Regions from separate parts of the Mus musculus genome. Here regions 2, 3, 4 and 5 are each linked to region 1. Evidence: chromatin contacts called from public HiChIP or PLAC-seq data. All regions are on one chromosome and are shown on one strand. Each heading gives the region's core, a stretch centred on a gene start, on an enhancer-like site or on the middle of the called end of the contact. The rest is flanking DNA. Distances are from core to core; before and after follow the strand shown.

Region 1 (2,705 bases), core at 90-2,589:
CTACTTTCCTTCCTCCTCCCCCATCCCTCCCATCCTTCTTTCCTGTTCTCCATCTTCTCTGCAGTAATAGTTCTATCCTTAAACATTAGCATCATTGATGCCCATAGTGTTTGCATCAGGATCAGCATCCTTCCCGTTTGTCAAAGTTTCCTCCCAGCTTTTCAAAGCAAAGAAAAGAGAAAAAACAATTCCCTCTCTACACATGCTTTTGGGGAAGAGCTTCATTCGCTGTTTTTCACTTTATCTTTGGAATTAAGCTGTGGCCACAGACCCACGCACTTCACAGAGCAGTTGACTGATGGCTACTCTCCGACGAATCTCACATTGCCATGGCAATGTCAACATTCTCTGCACTGAGCCCATCCTCGACACGTATTCCGTGTGCTTTTCTGGCGGCCATGTCCTTGTTGAGGCTTCTCTGGCTGTGATGAAACATTAGGACCAAATAGCAAGTCAGGGAGGAAAGGGTTTATTTGACTTACACTTCCACATTGTAATCCATCATCGAAAGAAGCCAGGTCAGGAACTCAAACCTAGAGTCAGGAGCTGGTGTAGAAGCCATGGAGGGGTGCTGCTTACTGGCTTGTTCCCCCTAATTTCTTATAGAGGCCAGAAGAGCCAGCCCAAGGATGACATGACCCATAATGGGCTGGGTCCTCCCCCATCAATCAATAATCTGGTTTAGAGCCTGATCTTATGGATGGCATTTTCTCCATCAGGGGTTCCTCCTTTTAGTTGACTCTAGTTTATGCCAAGTTGACATAACATTAGCCAGGGCAACCCAAGGGCAGGACGCTGGGCGATTTCTCCAAAGACACAGCACAGACCTCCCTTTCTTGAACAAGAGATCCTTCTTCCAGGAGGTTTAATTAGGTCTTGGCTCAGTGGACCCTAGTGAGTGCCCTCGCAGGAGCTGATCCTTTTCTGATGAAATGGCTTAGTCCGTCCAATCCAAACGGAGGTGTGTTCTTGTTTTATACTTGGTGTGAACGCTCTGTGACCAAGGCATAGCACTTTGGGGGAGGGGAAGGAGGCTAGCCTCAGAATAGGCACCATGTGACTCCTGGAATTCAGAGGCTCCTATTTCCGCTGCCCTTGCTGCGGATCCTGGGTGCTGGGCACTTTGTTAAGGGCTGGCGTGGCCAAGGCAGACGCTCGGCTGTCAACAGCCAACAGAGGGAGAAGCACCTTCCCCTGTTCATGCCCGAGGCTTGGCCAAGACTCCTGTAGCTGTGATGGGCTACTTCCTCCATGAAAATAAGACGGAACAATAGTGCTTTTGTGCAGCTAGGCAGCTGAGTGCAGGCCCAGTCTGGATCTAACTGGCTAGAGCTTGAGATATGGGTGAGGCGCTGCTGGTTAAGCCCCTTGTGCTGAGGCCTGAAGGATGCCAAGAGCATCCTTAGCTCAAGTGATGGGTGACCTTGGAGTTTCTCTGGGCTTCTCATCTGTGCCTTTATCCCTGGGGGATGTGCCTAGTGCCTGCTTCTCCTTCTCCAGTGTGACATCATGTCAGACTCAGGATGTGTCAAAGCCTCTGGTGAGAGGCACGGGCATCACATCACTCCAAAGCTGCCATTTCCAGGAGTGAACTGGAGCTCCTTGGCAGAGCTACCCAGCCAGCTTTCGGGATGTTTTTGTAACACGACGCCATGCTGGCCAGATCTTTGAGTTATGCACTCATACTGAGTGTGCACACCTGTTTCAACTTACACCAAAGTGTGACTAGAACAGGGGCCTGAGGATGTAACTCAGGGATACAATGCTTTCCTACCATCTTCAAGGCCCTGGGTTCAGTCTCTAACACTGAGAAAGGGGAAAGTGGGGGAGAGGGAGGGAGAGAGATAAGGAGGGAAGGAGAACGAAAGTAAGAGAAGGAAGAGGGAAATGGAAAGAGTGAAAGGGAAGAGAGGGAGGAGGAGAGGGGGGAAGGACAGAGGGAGAAAGAGAGAAGGAGGGAGAGAGGGAGGGAGAAAGAGAAGGAAAGGAAGAGGGAAATGGAAAGAATGAAAGGGGAGAAAGGGGGAGGGAGGGAGGAGAAAATATGTACAATCAATCAATATAATAGTAAAATTTAGCAGTCATTCAACCATCACTCTGGTCAAAGAAAACATCGTGGCTGGTGTCCTGTAACCCTCAAGTCACTTTCTGATCACAGTCACCTGAACACACACACACACACACACACACACACACACACACAACCTGCTCCCTTTTAGGACATCTCTCCCGTGGTCTGGTCTGACTGCATTCTTCCCACGGGTCTTAGCAACACTGTTACCTGTGCATCCTTCAATCAACAAGACAAAGCACCTTCACTGTTCTTAGCAACATTGTTACCTGTATGCGGGTCAATCAAGAAGACAGTGTGTCTGTGCTTGATTTCTAAATTCTTTCAGGAGCACCACTTGTGTGTGTGTGTGTGTGTGTGTGTGTGTGTGTGTGTGTGTGTCTGTGTGTCTGTGTGTCTGTGTCTGTGTGTGTCTCTGTATGTGTGTGTGTCTGTGTGTCTGTGTGTCTTTGTGACATTTGAAAGAATCATAACTCTTGCATGTAGCTGGAGTTCCTTTGTTTTCACGGCTGTAGACTATTCCATTACTCCGAGCTTAGACTTAAAAATGTGATAGTTAGCAACCTGGTATCCTCTGAGCCATGGGTGCCAAGAGCATCCTAGGCTATTCAGCCCTGCCTCTGCTTGCACACCA
Region 2 (2,705 bases), core at 57-2,556, 400 kb after region 1:
ACCTAGACCTAGCGGGTAAGAGAGGCCGAGAGCGCAGCCCAGTGGTAGAGTGCTTTCCTAGCATGCCTGAGGTCTGGAGTCCCTTCTTCAGTCCCTAGCAGAAAACAAAACAAAAGCTCAAACAAGAGCTACCAAAGGGGATGAGGTGGAGAGGAACATGAAACAAAATCCCTGGACAAGCCAGGGGGTGGCTCAGTGGATAAAGGTGCTTGCCACCAAGCCAGAGGACCTGAATTCAATCCTTAGGACCCACATGGTGGAAGGCAAGACTCTCATAACTTGACCTCTGATCTTCACTCGGGTCCAGTGGTACACATACTCATGCACACATAGACAAAATTAATTGATTAATTAATTAATTGGACATTGACCTCCTGGGACATATCTGCTTGTCTCTGTCCCCAGTGCTTTTTACACTGGTGCTGGGATTTGATCTCAGGTCGTCTTACTTTTTTACTACCCCTCCACAACTCCAATATATCCAGGCAGTGCTCAGTCTTACAATCCTCCTGCCTCAGTCTCCACACCCCGATTGCTTTACCATTTTTCCCCTAAAATATCTTAAAATTATTATTTGACTTTATGTGTATGTGTATGTGTATAGATCTTCTGCCTGGGTAGCACGTGGCTACCTGGTGCTGGAGGAGGCCAGAAGAGGGCACGGCGATGTCACACATTTTAATCCCTGCACTGTCTAGGCAGAGACAGGTGTCCAAGCCCGCCAGGACTACATAAGGAGACCCTGTCATAAACAAAACAAAACAAAACCCCAAAACCAAGGGTCTAGAGAGATGACTCAGTGGTTAAGAGTGCTGGCTGCTCTCCCAGAGGACCTGGATTCACAGCACCCACACGACAGGGGACAACCATCTGTAACTCAGGTTTCAGGTGACGTTGCACCCTCTTCTGGCCCCCATGGGCACTGCATGAACACGATGCATAGTTGAACATTGAGAAAGTCAAATCTTGTGCTGCTCTAACTACGTAGTATAATTTGAGATCCAGTGTTTGGAGCCAGCAGTGCTCTTACTGCTCAGGTGGCTCTGGTCACTTGAGAGTGTTTGTGCTTCTCACCTGAATTTTTTTCTGTCTCCCAAGTCCTAGGATTAAAGATCTACCAACCTCACTGGTCTCAATCCACTCTCCCATGGTGTTGTAAAGTAGCCACCATAGCCAGGCACAGCGGTGCTCATCTGTAATCCTAGCAAGTGCGGGAGGCCAGGGAAAGGAAGTTCAAGGGCAGCCTGGATACTTAGCAGACTCTGCCCTAAAACAAAAGAACAGAGCCCTGGGGTAAAGTGTGAGCAGCTGACTTTGAATTCCCCAGAACCCACACAGCACCTGGGGTATCAGCAATCTCAGTCCCCAGGGTGAGGTGGGAGGCAGAGACAGAAGAATTCTGGGGAGCTGACAGGCCAGCTAGGCTGCAGCACAGTGGCCACCAACAAAAAGGACCTGTCTGAAACAAGGTGGCAAGAGATGACCGAATCTGAAGTGCACACGTACAGACACGTGCACACATCTACACACATAAATGCACAGGTGTGCGTGTGTGTACACACACACCACACATACACACACATTACTGCATTCTCTTTACACCAGCAGCAAGTGACTTCACATTCTGCATCAGGGTTCCCCAGCCTTCTTGTTTTGCCTTCCGTGGAGTGCAAACCCTTTAGAGTAAACAGTTCCCTTCGGTTAATGCCCTGCCATTGTTGGGTCTTCATTTCCCCCATAAACATGCAGACATGCAGGACTTTGCTCAAGTCTCCGCGCTTTTTTTTTTTTCTTTATGAACTTGTTGTGACAAACATCGAGCCCTCCTTCCTGAACCCCGCTTCCTCTTGATCCTGTCTTTGCCGGACAGCGCTTTACACAGTGTCCTTTACTTTTTTTTTTTTTTTTTTAACGACAATGCCTTTGGCGTAGTCACTGGCCATTATCTATCGTTTCTTAAGGCTTAGAAAGGTTAATGAGTTGTTCAAAGTCACACAGCCAGCTTTATCTGATCCCAGAAAAGTCTGGGACTCTTGAACAATTAGCTTTGCTTAAACCAGGAGGCGCCTGCAATTTCCTGCGGTGGAGGACAGGCAGCCACCACCGACCGACCTTGGGTCGGCAGACGACGCTGGGGCTCTGCTGCCCCCTCGTGGCCATGAGCGGCCACGTCAGCCTGCACGTTCTGAGTATGAAGAAGAAAAAAGAGTGAATTTGAACAGTTGTGTCTTGCTTCCAGAAGGCTCCACTGAGAGCACACATCAGCCGTCACAAGGTCAGCTCCAGGTCATGTGGCTCACTATAGTAAAGGTTATTTTCTCCGTTTGTTTATTTAGTTCTTTGTTTCATTGTCGTTATTTGTTGGAGACAGGGTTTCACTTTGGAGCCCAGGTCGATCTGGAAATAGGTGTGGCCCTGCCTGACCTTAAACTCTCGACAATCTCCTGCGTCAGCCTCTAAAATGTTGGAATTACAAGCTTGGATTACCCCATTCTTGCTGAGGCAGGCCGTTTTAGCTGTACTGATATTTCACTTGCAAGCCCACTGGTACAAATCGTGCACGCTACATCTGGAGTAAAACCCAGGGGCTCCCCAAATGACTGTGACTGGGCCAATTAAAAGCTTTCTTCCTAAGTTGACATTATTTATTTATCCGATGCATGGGTTTACGATGTAGGCCAGGCTGGCCTCAACCACAGAGATCT
Region 3 (2,705 bases), core at 86-2,585, 380 kb after region 1:
CCCACTTCCCACTTCCCACTCGTAGCGCCTGGTCTTAGCCTGCTTATTTTAAATGGGAAGGCTGAAGGAAGTAGGTGTGTTCGGGCACTGTATAATTAGTTGATTAATCAGTTATATTAACTTATCAGCCGAATGATTATGAGCAGTCATTATCACCCTCAATGAGTTCTCTGTTAATTTCCTGTTGGGAGGGTCACCCTCTCTAGGCTATCCCAGGCAATAAAAAGCAACTACTTTTCATAAAACAAAATTACTTCTCACTAGAGGCCAGGGTGGAAGGTATAGGAAACTGTAGGGGAGGCCCTTTTGTGGGGAGATTTCTGGGGTCCCGGCTTGGGACTGGGTGGAGTGGGGGGGATGTGGCTTCAATGTTCACCATACTGTCAAGGTTAGCCAGGTTTCCTCTGCTCCATGCCCCCTCCAACCCTCTCAGGACATTCTAGTTTTCTGTTTGATGGTATCTTGTTTGATGACAGCCTTTTCTCCTGCATCCCACGTGGACCCCTCTCCCCACCAAATCTCAGTGCTCTTGCGTCAGACTCTTCCAAGTTCTGGGATCCCAAACTTTCTCCACTAAGACATACATGAGGGGTGGGGTGGGGTGGGGTTGGCTTTTGGGAAATACCTGTGTGGATGTTGGAGGAAGGCTACTCTGGGGCCTGGGGGAACACCTGTATAGAAGTCAGAGCAAAGATGAGAAAAAACAAAAACGCAGGAACACTTTCAGTGATATGTAATTGGCTCCCCCCCCCCCAAGCCAAGCCTGCACAGAGGACCTCGAATTAGGAAGAAGGTAGAGGCTAGCCTGGGTGTGTTTTCTACCTTTCTCCACTACTGTGTAATTTTTGACTTATCATAAAAAAAAAAAATCCATGACCATCTAAAGAAACGCTCAGGAAACAAAGGGGACATCTATGGTCCGTTTTTCTTTATTTCCTTCTGATTACTGGGGAGGAAGGCCTCTTCGCTACCCCACGAGTAAGCTCAGCCCGGCTGTATCCTGCTCAGCCCCAAGATTTGTTTCAAAAATACCATCCATGAAATCGGAAGCTGCCTGCTTGACTCAAGAGACTCCAGCCTGCCCACCAGACACCACCCATTTCTCAAGACAAATGCCACACCAACCTCTCTTCCACTCCGAGCCTGCCCCCAGGATTTTCTTGAAGGCAGGTCATAAAGTGTAGGTAGGTGTCTGCCTCTCCAGATGATGAGGATACAGGTCCTTTGCTCTGTCTTTAAACAGGACCACTTTGGAGATGACTGGAATGGGAGCGGCACCCTCCTGGCGCTTCTCGATTTCTTCAGGTTAAAACAGGACCGGGCAACCGACAACTGCACTCTACCTGAGCTGCTTCTGGGTTCTTCCCTTGGGAAAAAGCTATGAGCAGTTGCGGCCAGCGTGAGTCAGGCGCCCATGGCTTCGCTAAGCCGCTCCTTTGCTGCCATCTGCTGGTTGCACCGGAGAAGTTCACGGAGATTTTTCGAATGCAGAGAACAAGTCTCTTAAAAATAAGAAAGAGGGCTGGGGGTGGATGGTAGAGCTTGCCCCTAGATTCTATGCCAAGTTGCACAAAAATAAAGTAAGGGAAGGAGGGAAACATGGTACTGAGGCACAAAGATACGATGTAGAATAAAAACAACAGGACCTGTTTTTGTACCTTGCTACAATATTGCTTTGGTACCTTGATCAAGTTGTGTAACATCTCTTATGCCATGAGGTGAGTGTATAGTGCCGGCAGAGCAAGCTTGGCAGCTGAGTGTGAACCTCAGAAGACACGTTTTTAAAAGTCGGATGTGGAGGAATGTATCTGAGCTCACAGCACTCCTACGGGGAGATGGGGCGTGGGAGTGGAGGTCAGAACTGAAAGTCACAGTCTGGCCAGCCTGGGGTACTTCATAAGCTGCAAGGAGACTCAAACTCCCAGAATCTGTCCTCTGAGCTATATCCACATGCTTACACTCACATACATTGTATACATACTTGTTAATTAAATTATTCTATTAATTATTTTTATTATGATTAATTGATTTAGTTATTAATTTTGTCATTTAATTATTTTTATCGATTTATTAGATAATTAAAATACTCCAAGGACCAGCATGTAACTTGATGGCAGAGAATTTTTGGAGCTTGTGTGAGGATGAAGATGACGGTCTTGTAGGATGAATGATGCCCAGGTTGTACCTTTCTGCTCATTGTCTCTAAGCTGTCCTTGGACCACTGGGTTCCTGTGGATGTCTCTAAATGATTATCCTTGACTCCCTCTTTCACAATCCTCGTATCTGGAGCTCATCAAATTCACTGTCTGCTTCACCTCAAACTTACCAGTTATCCAATAGTGGGAATGATCCCAAAGTCCTGCTCGGAAGCACGTTTCAAAAAGTCCTATGATCATAGAACAGCATCATCTTCAGTGGCCTCCTCGGACAGGAGTGACCTGGCCTCTCCTTTCTCAACTGCACGCCACCCGACTCTTCAGAAGCAAGCTATTTCAAGGCCAAATTGTCACCTTCCTTCTCCCAGTGCTCCCTCAGCCTAGGTTTCAAACTTGGGCACTGGTGACAACTGGCTGGTTCTATGAGCTCAGGGATGTCCTGTCTATGAATTCAGGAAGGGGTAGTGCCATTTAGCTCTGGTATCTGCCCACTAGACAGACGCTTTGGGAGACAACCTAAGATGTCTTTGGATGCTGCCCTGAACCACG
Region 4 (2,705 bases), core at 93-2,592, 350 kb after region 1:
TATTTCCCAGGGCTTTGGGATCTCGGATCTGGACCTCAGATCCGGATGGCTCAAGAAGGAAGAGTTCTATCTAGTGACATATAGCAGTCTCTGGTCTCCAAAGTTGCGGGTGGAGGTGGCATTCCTGCAGGTCCCTCTCAGTCTCGGGGTTCGGACCATCCCCAGCATCTCGAATCCCCAGATGCCTCCAGCCTAAGGCTAGGGCTCACAAGAACCTCGATCAATCCAGTCTGGGGGGAACTGGAGAGAACCGGAAAGAAGAGGGGGGTGACGGCCAAGATCAGAGGGGAAGAAAGAAACCAGGGGTGGGGGGAACAGACCGAAACAGACAGACGGAAGGAGGAGCCAGTGCTCAGGGCGCCGGGCCCAGGCGTCCAAGCCGAGCTTCCCGCCGCGCCACACCCGGCCTAAGACCAGCTCCCCACCGACCCAGTGACCCATTCGGGCTTGCACAAAACCAGCGCCCTAGGAGTCCTGGCCAGACCGCTGGGGCTTGATTCATTTCTTGACTAATTATCTGGAGCTCCTTGGTTCCTTCTTTCAGGGCTCAATTAATTCCCGACGGGCGGTGGGTAAGAGGCTGTGTTGAGGAGGCACCGCCTGGAGCCCCTTTGTGAAGTGCTGTCTGGACTATATCGATTGCACACACACACACACACACACACACACACACACACACACACACACACACACACTTGTCTATACATTAAAAAAAAATCTTGAAAGATCTCCATTTCCAAAATTTAGGTTTTGTCCTCCAGCCACTTCCCTGACCGCCACCAATTTCGCAGCTCTCCTGGACCAAGCCCCAAAGCCAGTGAGATACCAACTTGGGTGTGGTTCCATTGGTAGAGTGCATGCCTAGTATGCAGGAAACTCTGGGGTTGATCAGCATGCGAATCCCTAGCACTGGGGAGATGGAATGGAGGCAGGGGGATTGGAAGTTCAAGGTTGCTGCATAGTGAGTGATTCTACAGTAATGGGGGTGGGGGTGGGGCGAGGGGGCGAGGGTAATACCCAGTCATCAACCAAGCATCCCCATTGAGATTAAAAAGGCTCAAGAAGAAACTGGCTGTGCAGCTGCGGGCTTCTAGGTGCCCCAGTGTGTCAGTAAGTTACCTGGGGCAAATGAGCTTCTCCGTGAAATTACCTGCCTTTTCCGAAGAGCAACAAAAATGCATCTGAGGTGTGAGAAAACTGTGGCCATTCCTGTTCCCGGGAGAATTTCTCAAATAATTGTCGGAAAAAAAAAAACTTATTTGAGTAAGCGACTGGGAGCTGAGATGGTCTAGAGTCTGATTGGAACCCTAGAGATTCAAGGAGGGACTCTGCCCATGTCTGGGAAGTCCGAGGACCAGGTGATACATTCAAGCCAAGCCCTCTATCCAGGATGGGAGTGGGATGTGATTTCCCAGCCTTGGCTGCCTGAAGGCTCATCAGAATGGAGCTAGACTGGACACTCAGCTTCCTGGGAGCTAGACACGAAAAGTCACCTTTTGGGTGGAACCCAGCAGGCAGCCATGAGGAAGAACTGTCAGTTTCAGTGGAGGGAGAAGATCCCAGTCTATTAAGTTGACCTCACAGTGGGGTGGGCTCTCTCCCTCATCCATCATCCTAACGAAGTATAGGGCGAAAATATAGACAAAGTCAAAGTGCCTTCCTTCCCAAAGCTGCTGGAAAGTGGCTTTCTCAGGCACCAGAAGATATCAAAATCACTCTTACCTTATCCACCAGTCTCACCCTTATTCATTCACAAACAAGCAAAAACAAACAAACAAACAAAAAAAAACAAAACACACACACACATACACATAAACCAACTTCTCATGTGTTTCCTGGAAAAAAAAAATTAAAGGAGAGTTAGTCTATCCAGCCAATCAACAAACACTCAAGGCTCACGTTACCTGGAAAGCGGTCTAAGGCATTGGGACACTGATGGGGAGTGGGACTGACAGGGAGTGGGGAAAAGGATTATGGGATTCCTTGGCGGGTGCTATTTCAACAGCGGTGCTGTGGAGTGAGCCTCCTTAGAGGTTTGGGAGGAGGTCTCAATCCACTCAGAAGCAAAGAGCTCACACTGAGTGGAAGCAGTTAGATCTCAATTCTGGAAGCTAGCAGTTCTGGAGAAGTACGAATGGTGATGCCTGCCAGTGCCCTTCACCCTGTGGGGACCTGGCTGTTGGACCTAGTTTCCGAAGTTCCCAGCAGCTAACCTTCCTAGGACTGAAAACCTGCGTAGCGTCACCTTGCCACTGTCTAGTGCTACCTTTTTTAAGACCTTGGAGTTAACTGTCTCCTTCCACCCCCTGCTTCCTAGATCTTCTGTTTTCTTGTCTTCAAAATGGGCTAAAATGTATTCTTTTTTAACCCCAGCAAAGAAAACTCAGGACGGCCAACCTGGAAGGAACCCTTCCTCCCATGAGCTTCCAGAATGGTGTGCAGTGTTCGGGAGTTAGAATGTACTCAGCAAACACTTGTGGAAACCCGGGTTTTCCAGCACTTACACCAAGCTTCATTTCTATCATCTCAAAATAGGTTTGTTTTTCCTGGACTTGTTTTGCACATTAGAATCCATTTGGAGAAGCACTAATTCCCTTAAAATGTATTTTTGGAACTAGACACAATTCTTTTGTTGTGTTGTTGTTGTTGCTTATTCTTGCTATAGTGCCCAAGCAGGTCTCCAACTTGCTGTAATCCTCCTGCCT
Region 5 (2,705 bases), core at 72-2,571, 270 kb after region 1:
CCATCCCCAACACTGTGGTATAAATGAAGCTTGGTAGTTAAGCCTGTAACCCAGGCAGCTGGAAGGTAGAGGTGGGAGGATCACGACTTTGAGTCTGTGGTAAGGTGAAGGCCAACCTATGCTATATGAGACACTATGATATTTTAAGAGAGAGAGAGAGAAAGAGAGAACAACTCAGCATAGAGATTGGAATATGCTAACAGACAACGGGTAATGGAGACAGGCAGCACACAAAGTAATGGAGAGTGGTCCCAGAGTCTCCACCTAGAGCCAAGCCCAGACTCCTCTGTCCCTAGTTTCCCAGGCACAGGGGCCTAGGTAAATTTGTCTTCTGTTCAACTGCCTCATAGACCTCTTTCCACTCTGCTACTGTACCCGGGTCCATCAAGCTCTGGGAGAGAGCACCTCCCTAACCCTAGGCCAGGAAGATCAGAAGCTAAAACTCAAAGCGAGGAGGTGGGTGTGGTGGCACATGACTGCCATTCCAACACTTGGGAGGCTGGGGCAGGAGGATTTCTGTGAGTTCAAGGCAAGTCTGGACTACACTGTGAGTTCTGTCAGAATGGCATAGAAAGACTCTCAAAAATAAATAGATAAATAAATAAATAAATAAATAAATAAATAAATAAATAAATGGTGGGGGTGGGAGGAGGATTAGAAGTTGAAGGCCAGCATTGACTACATAGCAATTTGGATGGAGTCCAGCCTGGGCTATAAAGTGCAAAGCCCAGTTGTTACAAAGAGTACTTGATGGTAGCAACACTGGTTGGTTAAAAGCCATCAAGCCATAAATTGAGCCATCTTGAGACAGACTGGGTTCAAAATCTTCAGTTGCTATTGTTAGAAATTTCAGTCAGGTTGCCACTGGTTCTCCAGGGTCACAAGTTACTTAGCATGGCTAATCTCTGACAGAAGGCCACTCCTAGGAGAAGTCCTGACACACCCTATGGGACACCTTTGCAGACAGGGCAGGGCAGGCTTCCAAGGTGCCTTTTTGACAACTTGGAGCGATGGAGATTGAACCAAAATGCAAAGCAGACAGGTACTTGGAATCAAATGGCTTAACAATGGTGTTTTTCCTAAAGCCTAAGCCAGTTTATCTCCAAGCAGAGGGAGTTTTCTAAAGTCAGAAGATGGAGATAATACACAAAGCCCTTAATGCGGAAGTCTAAACAACCCACCCCATCATTATCTCTTCCAGAACAATCACAGCCCAGAGTCTACCTGGTTTATTGTTGCAGCCAAACGGAAGGGAGGGTCGGGGGTGTAGCTCAATGGTTGAACACTTGCCCAGCTTGGTTGAAGATCTTTGGGTCTTCACTGTAATAAGGAAAAGAAAGCAACAGATACAAGTTTTATCCTAGATGGCTCTTCAACGCATCACCTTGAAATAAAGTAAAATCGTGGGGCTATATAGGATTCTGTTTCTGCCTCGGTTTTAGAATAGGCAAAGCTAACAGACTGGGTGGAGGGACAGCCTGCCCTGGTGGCTGAGGGGCAGGAAGAAAGGAGGCGAGAATGTTATCTCTTCTGATAAGGGCTCTAGCTACAGCCCTGCGTGCACTTGTCAATATTTAGAGAATGGTGCCCTTAAGCTTTAAGCATTTCTCTGTGTGTAAATTTCCTCTCAGAAAACAAGCAAACCTTGAACTCTAGCTAGCGATGTGCATTGCTGAAGTGCTGGAGGGTGAGGAAGCCAATGCTCAAACCTGACCAAATGCCAAAAGAAAAAAAAAAAAGAAAAGAAAGAAAAACAAACCCTCAGATGAATAAATGGATGGTAAAGCCATATACAACTGACAAAAATCTAAGGAATCTATATTGTGGGCAAACGAATGGTCACAGCACAATTTGGTGTTGTTTTTTTAAAAAATCATTATTATTACATGTATTGATTGATTGGGCCAAGGCACACATGGGGAGATCAGAGGACAACCTACTGGAGTTGGCCCTCTCTTTCTACTGTGTGGATCCTAGAGATCAAAGTCAGGACATCAAGCTTAGCCACAAGCACCTTTTACCCACTGAGCCATCTGGTCGACCCACAATTTATTTATTTGTGTACACACAGACACACCTATATTTTTAACTCATTAACTTTGCTCCTTGACAGTTTTTGTATGTATGTAATGTATGCTAGCTTCTGGCCACTGTCACCCTCCCACGCTTTTAGTCCCCTTCCCCTTTGTCACACACCACACACACACACACACACACACACACACACTCACACACAAATCCTTTTGTGTTTGGGTGTGTGGCTGTGGGTTTGGTGCTAATGCATGGTGGCTGGTGGGTTCAGCTGAAGACCATGTGTGTACCCATCAATCAACCACAGTTCAGCAGAGCCAAGGTCCCTCATCCTGCTATTCAACCCAAGACTGATAAGAGCAACAGGCCCGAGGCTTGCCCAAACATTTTTTTTTTTTTCGGTTTTTCGAGACAGGGTTTCTCTGTATAGCCCTGGCTGTCCTGGAACTCTGTAGACCAGACTGGTCTCAAACTCAGAAATCTGCCTGCCTCTGCCTCTTAAGTGCTAGGATTAAAGGTGTGCGCCATTACCACCCAGCTTTCTTTCTTTCTTTTTTTTTTTTTTTTTGGTTTTTTGAGACAGGGTTTCTCTATAGCCCTAGCTGTCCTGGAACTCACTTTGTAGACCAGGCTGGCCTCGAACTCAGAAATCCACCTGCCTCTGCCTCCCGAGT

What was found. HiChIP or PLAC-seq counts read pairs in DNA pulled down with a chosen protein or histone mark.
Region 2: a contact with region 1 is called in an H3K27ac HiChIP or PLAC-seq map of embryonic stem cells, with 9 read pairs. The contact joins two enhancer-like sites. A contact is called at or near these places in 2 of 15 datasets of contacts at CTCF or cohesin (embryonic stem cells and stem cell-derived epiblast-like cells), 3 of 484 Hi-C or Micro-C datasets (embryonic stem cells and stem cell-derived epiblast-like cells), 9 of 115 datasets of contacts at active chromatin or transcription factors (astrocytes, embryonic stem cells and stem cell-derived neural progenitor cells) and 1 of 9 other capture datasets (embryonic stem cells).
Region 3: a contact with region 1 is called in an H3K27ac HiChIP or PLAC-seq map of embryonic stem cells, with 17 read pairs. The contact joins the promoter of Tbx3os2 here to the enhancer-like site in region 1. A contact is called at or near these places in 1 of 39 promoter capture datasets (embryonic stem cells), 4 of 15 datasets of contacts at CTCF or cohesin (embryonic stem cells and pro-B cells), 50 of 484 Hi-C or Micro-C datasets (differentiating embryonic stem cells, embryonic limb bud, embryonic stem cells and 14 more), 20 of 115 datasets of contacts at active chromatin or transcription factors (craniofacial prominence, embryonic forebrain, embryonic limb bud and 4 more) and 1 of 9 other capture datasets (embryonic stem cells).
Region 4: an H3K4me3 HiChIP or PLAC-seq map of embryonic stem cells shows a contact between it and region 1, with 26 read pairs. The contact joins two enhancer-like sites. A contact is called at or near these places in 12 of 39 promoter capture datasets (the 3T3-L1 cell line, 3T3-L1-derived adipocytes, the HPC-7 cell line and 7 more), 6 of 484 Hi-C or Micro-C datasets (the C2C12 cell line, cranial neural crest, embryonic fibroblasts and 2 more), 8 of 115 datasets of contacts at active chromatin or transcription factors (craniofacial prominence, embryonic limb bud, embryonic stem cells and 1 more) and 1 of 9 other capture datasets (embryonic tail).
Region 5: an H3K27ac HiChIP or PLAC-seq map of embryonic stem cells shows a contact between it and region 1, with 11 read pairs. The contact joins the promoter of AW549542 here to the enhancer-like site in region 1. A contact is called at or near these places in 1 of 15 datasets of contacts at CTCF or cohesin (embryonic stem cells), 16 of 484 Hi-C or Micro-C datasets (LSK cells, embryonic stem cells, liver and 1 more), 5 of 115 datasets of contacts at active chromatin or transcription factors (all in embryonic stem cells) and 1 of 9 other capture datasets (embryonic stem cells).

What each region holds. Positions count from the first base shown.
Region 1 is chr5:119,309,087-119,311,791 of GRCm38.p6, forward strand. No RefSeq gene overlaps it. Among named protein-coding and RNA genes, the nearest start is that of Gm31190, 10 kb to the left of the region's middle. Within about 2 kb of position 1,340, at least 22 of the 459 cell types and tissues checked have an H3K27ac peak or open chromatin away from gene starts, as enhancers often do. A contact at or near this core is called in embryonic stem cells and induced pluripotent stem cells, where this site is marked.
Region 2 is chr5:119,710,920-119,713,624 of GRCm38.p6, forward strand. No RefSeq gene overlaps it. Among named protein-coding and RNA genes, the nearest start is that of Tbx3os2, 21 kb to the left of the region's middle. Within about 2 kb of position 1,307, at least 10 of the 459 cell types and tissues checked have an H3K27ac peak or open chromatin away from gene starts, as enhancers often do. A contact at or near this core is called in embryonic stem cells, where this site is marked.
Region 3 is chr5:119,689,883-119,692,587 of GRCm38.p6, forward strand. Tbx3os2 (T-box 3, opposite strand 2) reads right to left here and starts at 1,336. Exons shown (of 3, transcript NR_040416.1): 1 at 1,126-1,336.
Region 4 is chr5:119,656,644-119,659,348 of GRCm38.p6, forward strand. All of the region lies in intron 1 of Tbx3os1 (T-box 3, opposite strand 1), which reads right to left. It overlaps Gm16064 (a long non-coding RNA gene), which reads left to right. Exons shown (of 2, transcript XR_878735.2): 2 at 2,374-2,619. Among named protein-coding and RNA genes, the nearest start is that of Gm16064, 12 kb to the left of the region's middle. Within about 2 kb of position 1,343, at least 6 of the 459 cell types and tissues checked have an H3K27ac peak or open chromatin away from gene starts, as enhancers often do. A contact at or near this core is called in embryonic stem cells, where this site is marked.
Region 5 is chr5:119,579,037-119,581,741 of GRCm38.p6, forward strand. AW549542 (expressed sequence AW549542) reads right to left here and starts at 1,322. Exons shown (of 5, transcript NR_045702.1): 1 at 1,225-1,322.